Regions from separate parts of the Sus scrofa genome. Here region 1 is linked to region 2. Evidence: chromatin contacts called from public Hi-C data. All regions are on one chromosome and are shown on one strand. The core of a region is the stretch at or near the end of the contact, and the rest is flanking DNA. Distances in the headings are between cores, read along the strand shown. Region 1 overlaps LOC106505085 (a long non-coding RNA gene). Region 2 holds the start of MARC1 (mitochondrial amidoxime-reducing component 1).

Region 1 (3,054 bases), core at 301-2,800, 53 kb before region 2:
CCTGCTCTCCCCAGTCCCACTGCATCCGAGGATGTCACTCCATCCCAGTGCCCTGCTCCCCGCTGTCCCACGCTGCACTCACTTCACGCTCAGTTGCTCCCTCTTTTGGGGTCTCCTGCCCCCCACTGAATGCCTGGTCCTTGAGAGCAGGGGCTGTTTGCGTCCTCAGTGCCTGGAACCACGTCTGGCCCATGGTAGGAGGTCATTGAAGCTTTGCTGACGAGGGGACAAGGACAGAAGAAATGCAGACAGCTTGGAGGGTGGCGGGGCTGTGCACTGCTCGCTGGGTTCTCTCAGATTCTCCTGGGGCTCTAAGGCGGCCCAGAATCCGATTGTGGTGTCTGCTTTCTCCCCATCCGGCCCTGGCGCTCTCTCTTGGAGACAGAGAAGGTGCGTGGCCATAAGGTGTCATTCATTCAGCAAAGTCTTCCTTCTTGCACCTATTTGGTCACGCAGACAGTTGGCCAGGAAATGCTACCAGAGCACCGGCTCTGTGCCCGGCACTGGGCCGGGAGGGCACACAAGTCACCAAGATTGTGTGCCTGCCCCCGCATCCTTGTGGGGAGCAGACCAAAGGGAGAGTCAATAGCTGCTCTGGAGGGTGTAAATAAGGGGACTTGAGCCTCCCGTGGGTGGGCGGGGAGGCCTGGGGCACGGACCCCATGGAGGAGGGGCTTTTGGTGAGGAGAAAGCGTCACAAAGCCGACAGATGAAGGGAGGCTTGGAGTTCCCGTTGTGGCTCAGCGGGAAGGACCCTGACTAGTCTCCATGAGGTTGCAGTTTCGATCCCTGGCCTCACCCAGGAGGTTAAGGATCCGGCATTGTTGTGGCTGTGGTGTAGGCCAACAGCTGCAGCTCTTTTTCGACCCTTAGCCTGGGAACCTCCATGTGCCACAGGTGCGGCCCTAAAAAGTATAAAAACAGAAAAAAGAAGAGGAAGAAGGGCAGTCTGCAGGGGGCAGGGGTTCCGTCATGTTTCAGGAGGGGGAGCCGGTGAGGCTGGAGCGTCGGCATGAGCAAGTGGGAGACTCTGGGAAAAGGTGAGAGACCCCAGCTGAGGGAGCTGCCTCAGGGGGAGGCAGTGAAGGGGTGGGGCTGTGTCGGGGGTGAGGGGGCATCGGCCGGTCTATGGTGTGTAAAGACCCCATTCCCCACCCCAGCTACAGTGGGACACGGCCTGGGGGTGAGATGGGGTTGCTGGATTGTTCCATAGACAGAGTCTGTGGCCGGGGCTCTGGCCAGGAGAGCGCTCCCCGGAGCGGGTTCGGAAAAACAGGAGCGGCTGGACTTGCAGAGGTGGGCGTAGGGGTGGGAGAGAGAGGGATCAAAGAATTCTCTTGACTTCTGGCCTGAGCCACAGGGGAGACACCAGCTGGGGGGAAACAGAAGGATGCCCAAAATCTTTTGAGCCCAAGGCCAAGACGGCTGTTTATTTGCTTAATTTGCACAATGCCCGTTTGCTGGGCCAGAAATACACTATACAAACAGGCCCTAGGGTTTTCTGCTGCAGCCACAGTGTTTCCTGCACTGTTGTGGTCATTTTTAACCTTGGAGCCTGGCAGTCATGCGCTGGCCCCGACCCTGACCTTGGCCCGGGGGCGGGGGCGGGACCTGAATGTACACTCTCCCTGCGGGCTCTGCTGGCCCTGGGGTCTCTGCTTAAAGGCGTCTTCCAGGCCCTGGGGGGCAGGAAGGGATGCCTCTGTGCATGGGGGGAGGGCAGGGCCACGTGGAGGAAAGTAACAACGGGCCTCGGTCAAGTTCAGACCCTGCTGGGTGCTTAATACCACATGTCACTTAATGACACAGATATTATTCTCCCCATGATGACCCGTGTTGGTATTTTCTCTTTGGCCCACCTCCTGGCATACCGAGTTCCTGGGCCAGGGATCCAATCCGAGGCCAAGCCACAACCTATGTGGGACGCTTTAACCCACTGTGCTGGGCAGAGAATCAAACCCGCATCCTGGCGCTGCAGAGAGGCTGCCCATCCTGTTGCGCCCCAGCGGAAACTCCTACCCTGGTTATTTAAACAAGGAAACTGAGCAGCAAGGCCTCACGAGCCCTCTGGGGGGGCTGCTCTGCCCGTCAATCCAAACCCTGCCCCCTGGGACACGCTTTCCTTCCAGGTGGAGACTGAACCACTTTTCTGCCCTGGTTCTGGTCTTCCCCACCCTTCCGCATACCTTATGCTGGGGGCCCAAGGGGTCTTTGCAGTAAATAGTCCCCCGCAGCCCCTGGCACCTGTCTTCCCCTTGGAAGGTGGGTGTGTGGGAACCAAGAGGTTTCCCCCAGTTCTGGGCAGAAGCTGCTTGGGGTGGCTTCCAAGTCCATTGGCCCTCACTGATGGGGGGCTCTGAGGGCTCTGCTCCCTGGTGTATAGGACTTTCTATCCCGTTGCACTTGTTGTGCAGTTATGGGATGTTTCCCCAGCTGTGGGCTCCTGCGGAGGAGGGGGAGGGGTGTGCCAGCTGTGGGAGGTAGAGTTTGGACGGATCCAGATGGAAGGCCTCAGGGATCTGGGAGGGATCTCCCTGGGGGAGCCTGCTTGTGGATATTGGAACAAAGAACTCCAGCAGCTGCTGAACCGGCGTGCTGGACCCAGACGTACCTGTGCACAAGTTCTTTGAAACCTTCAAGGATTTAAACGCTTGAAAGGGTCTTTGTTTTATGAACATTTATTATTTGTTTTCTGAATATTTTAGCCACAGAGGATTTGAGTTTTTTGGTTTTTGCCTTTTTAGGGCTGCACCCACGGCATGTGGAGGTTCCCAGGCTAGGGGCGGAATTGGAGCTACAGCTGCCAGCCTACACCACAGCCACAGCTACTCAGGAGCCAAGCTGTGTCTGTGATCTTACACCACAGCTTATGGCAATGCCAGATCCTTAACCCGCTGAGCAAGGCCAGGAATGGAACCCGCATCCTCATGGATACTAATCAGATTCTGAGTCACGAGGGGAACTCCGCCACAGGTGATTTGAATGGAAGAAAAGAGGAAAAAATACCCAACTAGTATCCATGAGGATTTGGGTTCCATCCCTGGCCTGCATTTA
Region 2 (2,889 bases), core at 380-2,879:
AATGCCCCCGAGCTGTTCTTTCTGTGCAGAATATGGAGCTCGCATCCTCCAAGTTCTGAGCTGTGTGGCTGTTTGTGTTGTCCCCCCCCCCCCGCCACACGTCACCTCCAGCCAATGTTTCTTCTGGGGCTTAGGGCTGCACCTGTGGCATGTGGAGGTCCCCAGGCTAGGGGTCCAATCTGAGCTGCAGCTGCCGGCCTACACCACAGCCACAGCAACACAGGATCTGAGCTGAGTCTGTGACCTACACCATAGCTCACGGCAATGCCGGATCCTCAACCCACTAAGCGAGGCCAGGGATCGAACCTGCTTCCTCGTGGATCCTAGTTGATTTCATTACTCGAGCCAAACAGGGACTCCAGGGGGAAGGCGGATTCATCCAAGCCGCTACTTCTCCCCTTGTTCTGGGAGGAGATCGTTGACAAGCCTCAGTGGTGGACTCTGAACCCAGTTCCTGGATGTCACAGGAGTGGGGGAGGGGGGCGTCCCTGGAGTGAGAAGAGAAAAGATAGGACAGACATACTCTGTTTAGGGAGCAATGTTTAGGCTGAGGGACAACATCCAAGGACAGATCTTAGCCCAGTGGGTCCTGAGGGTGGCTGCCTGGGGAAGGTGGATTTGCCAACCTTGGGAGACAGAGACGGTCCCCCTGTAATGTAAGACACCCCCCGCTTGCGTGGGTGATCCACTCGTGGGAACGTACTCACTGCTCTGCATCTACACTTGGAAATGGGCAAGTGGCAAATGTCGTGTTGTGTATATTCCACCGCAATAAAAATCCACTCACTTCTATCCATTTTGCCTCTTGTTCAGCTGATGGCCTTTTCCTTGCCCTGCGTTTGACGTTCTATTTGTATTTTTTGGTTGGTTGTTTTCTTTTTAGGGCAGAACCTGCAGCATATGGAGGCTCCCAGGCTAGGGGTCAAATCCGAGCTGTAGCTGCTGGCCTACACCACAGCTGCAGCAACTCGGGATCCTAGCCGAGTGTGCGACCTACACCACAGCTCATGGCAACGGCAGATCGTTAACCCATTGAGTGAGGCCAGGGATCGAACCCAAAACCTCATGGTTCCTAGTCGGATTCATTAACCACTGAACCACAACAGGAACTCCCGATGGCTTGATTTTTGAAGTGACAGGTGTCTGAAGTCAGTGCCTTACAAGTAGGATGGGTGACATTTCCTGCTGCCGGGAAGAAGCCTTAGGACCTTGTGCCAATGCTTCTTTCCCAGGGCAGTTCCTGGAAAATGAAGCCGGTACTCGGAGGCTTTGTGCCCAGAGGACCTAGAGGAGTCCCGCTGGTGCCCTGAGCTGCAGGCTGCTGCCCTGGCACCACGGGGACAGCCGGCTCCTTCCCCGCTCTCCTCAACTTGCAGGTCCTGAGGTCCTGGTCGCAGGCCTTTGCTCTCAGAGTCCCACTGGCCAGAAGCTCCCACGCCCCAGCTGGCAGAGGGGGAGGGTGACTGACAGCCGCTGGTGCCCCCCCCCCTCTCCGCACTGTCCCCAAGACGTGGGTCTGCCTGCTGCCAGATTTCTAATATAGCAAAATTACATTTTGTCCTGCAAAGTTTTTTTTGTTTGTTTATTTTAGGTTATTATTTAACCTACGAATAAGTAAATAAATAAAACGGTCGTTAGTAGCGGTCCCCGGGAGGGCACCTAGTTCTGCAGCGTCAGGGCGGAGGAAGGGGAGGAAGCCGGGACGTAGACCGCGTGGAAGCTGAGCCCCCGCCTCTCCCCCTCGGCAGCCCCGGGGCCACTCTCCCGAGGAGGACGCCATACTCTGACCCGCCCGGAACCGCTTCAGGAGCGGCCCTTCCTCTGGACTCGCGGCCCCGCTGCGGCAGGCGCGTCCCCGTGGGCCCTGCGCGAGTCCCCGCCGCGCCCGCGCTCGCCGGGGTCATGGGCGCCGCCGGCTCGTCCCCGCTGGTCCGCCTCCGCCTCCGCCTCCCCGCGCTACTTCGGCCCGGGCTCGGGCTCGCCGCGCTGGGACTGGCCGCGGCGGCGCTGGGGGCCGTCGCCTGGAGCCGCGCGCGGCCCAGGCGGCGGCGGCGGCGCCGGCGGCTGCAGCAGGTGGGCACCGTGTCGCAGCTCTGGATCTACCCGGTCAAGTCGTGCAAGGGGGTGCCGGTGAGCGAGGCCGAGTGCACCGCCCTGGGGCTGCGCCGCGGGCACCTGCGGGACAGGTAGGGCCCCGGGGGGTGGGCTCGGAACGCGGCGGGTGGGGGCCGGCTGGGTTCTGGGTCGGATCCTTCCCCAGCCGGGAAAGTGGGAGCTGAGGCGGGGAGGGGGCAGGGGCGAAGGAAAGGCGGAGGGAGGGCGCTCGCCTCCGACAGCAGACGCAGGGGCCCAGGCCTCTTTCCGGGGGCGGCTGGCCTTCCGCCTCCCACCGGCTCTTTCAGAGCCTGCGCTCAGGAGGAGCTGCGACAGGGGTCTCGGTCCTCAGGGGGCTGCCAGGGCGCAAGCAAGTTTCGCCACTGTCTAGCGGAAGCGGCAAGCTTCGCAGGATTGATGCCTCCACTTTGTTTTTCGTGATTGTCTCTTAATGTGGGGAAACTTGGAGCCGCGGAGCTAAGCCTTCAAAGCGAGCACCGCGGTGGAGCCCAAGCTTCGTGCCGCTTGAAACGTGCTATTGCATATTTTATTTTACCCAGTTCTTCCATGCCCCCTTTTACCGATAAAGTAACTGGTTCGGAGGCACCCAAGAGTGGAATCAGGACTCTTGTTTCGGGAGCACGCTGGTGCTTTGTAAACAGTGGTTTTATCTACGCCCGGCTGGTGCGGTCAGGACCTGTGTGAATTCCTGAGGTTCAGCAAAGATCGCTAAGGCCCGAAGCAAGTAGCCTGGTCCTCTTCTGAGTCTGACTCTAGGCTAGCCCTGGGCCTCAT

What was found. Hi-C and Micro-C count contacts between places; a contact is called where the count stands out from the background.
Region 1: a Hi-C map of liver shows a contact between it and region 2, with 1.6 times the contacts expected there. The contact joins the enhancer-like site here to the promoter of MARC1 in region 2. A contact is called at or near these places in 2 of 5 promoter capture datasets (fetal liver and liver), 11 of 47 Hi-C or Micro-C datasets (alveolar macrophages, liver, mesenteric adipose tissue and 3 more) and 1 of 2 datasets of contacts at active chromatin or transcription factors (skeletal muscle).

The regions. Positions count from the first base shown.
Region 1 is chr10:10,135,876-10,138,929 of Sscrofa11.1, forward strand. The region is part of intron 2 of LOC106505085 (a long non-coding RNA gene); the gene reads left to right. Among named protein-coding and RNA genes, the nearest start is that of MARC2, 19 kb to the right of the region's middle. Within about 2 kb of position 1,551, at least 9 of the 83 cell types and tissues checked have an H3K27ac peak or open chromatin away from gene starts, as enhancers often do. A contact at or near this core is called in fetal liver and liver, where this site is marked.
Region 2 is chr10:10,189,132-10,192,020 of Sscrofa11.1, forward strand. MARC1 (mitochondrial amidoxime-reducing component 1) reads left to right here and starts at 1,630. Exons shown (of 9, transcript XR_002336192.1): 1 at 1,630-2,186. All of the region lies in intron 5 of MARC2 (a long non-coding RNA gene), which reads left to right.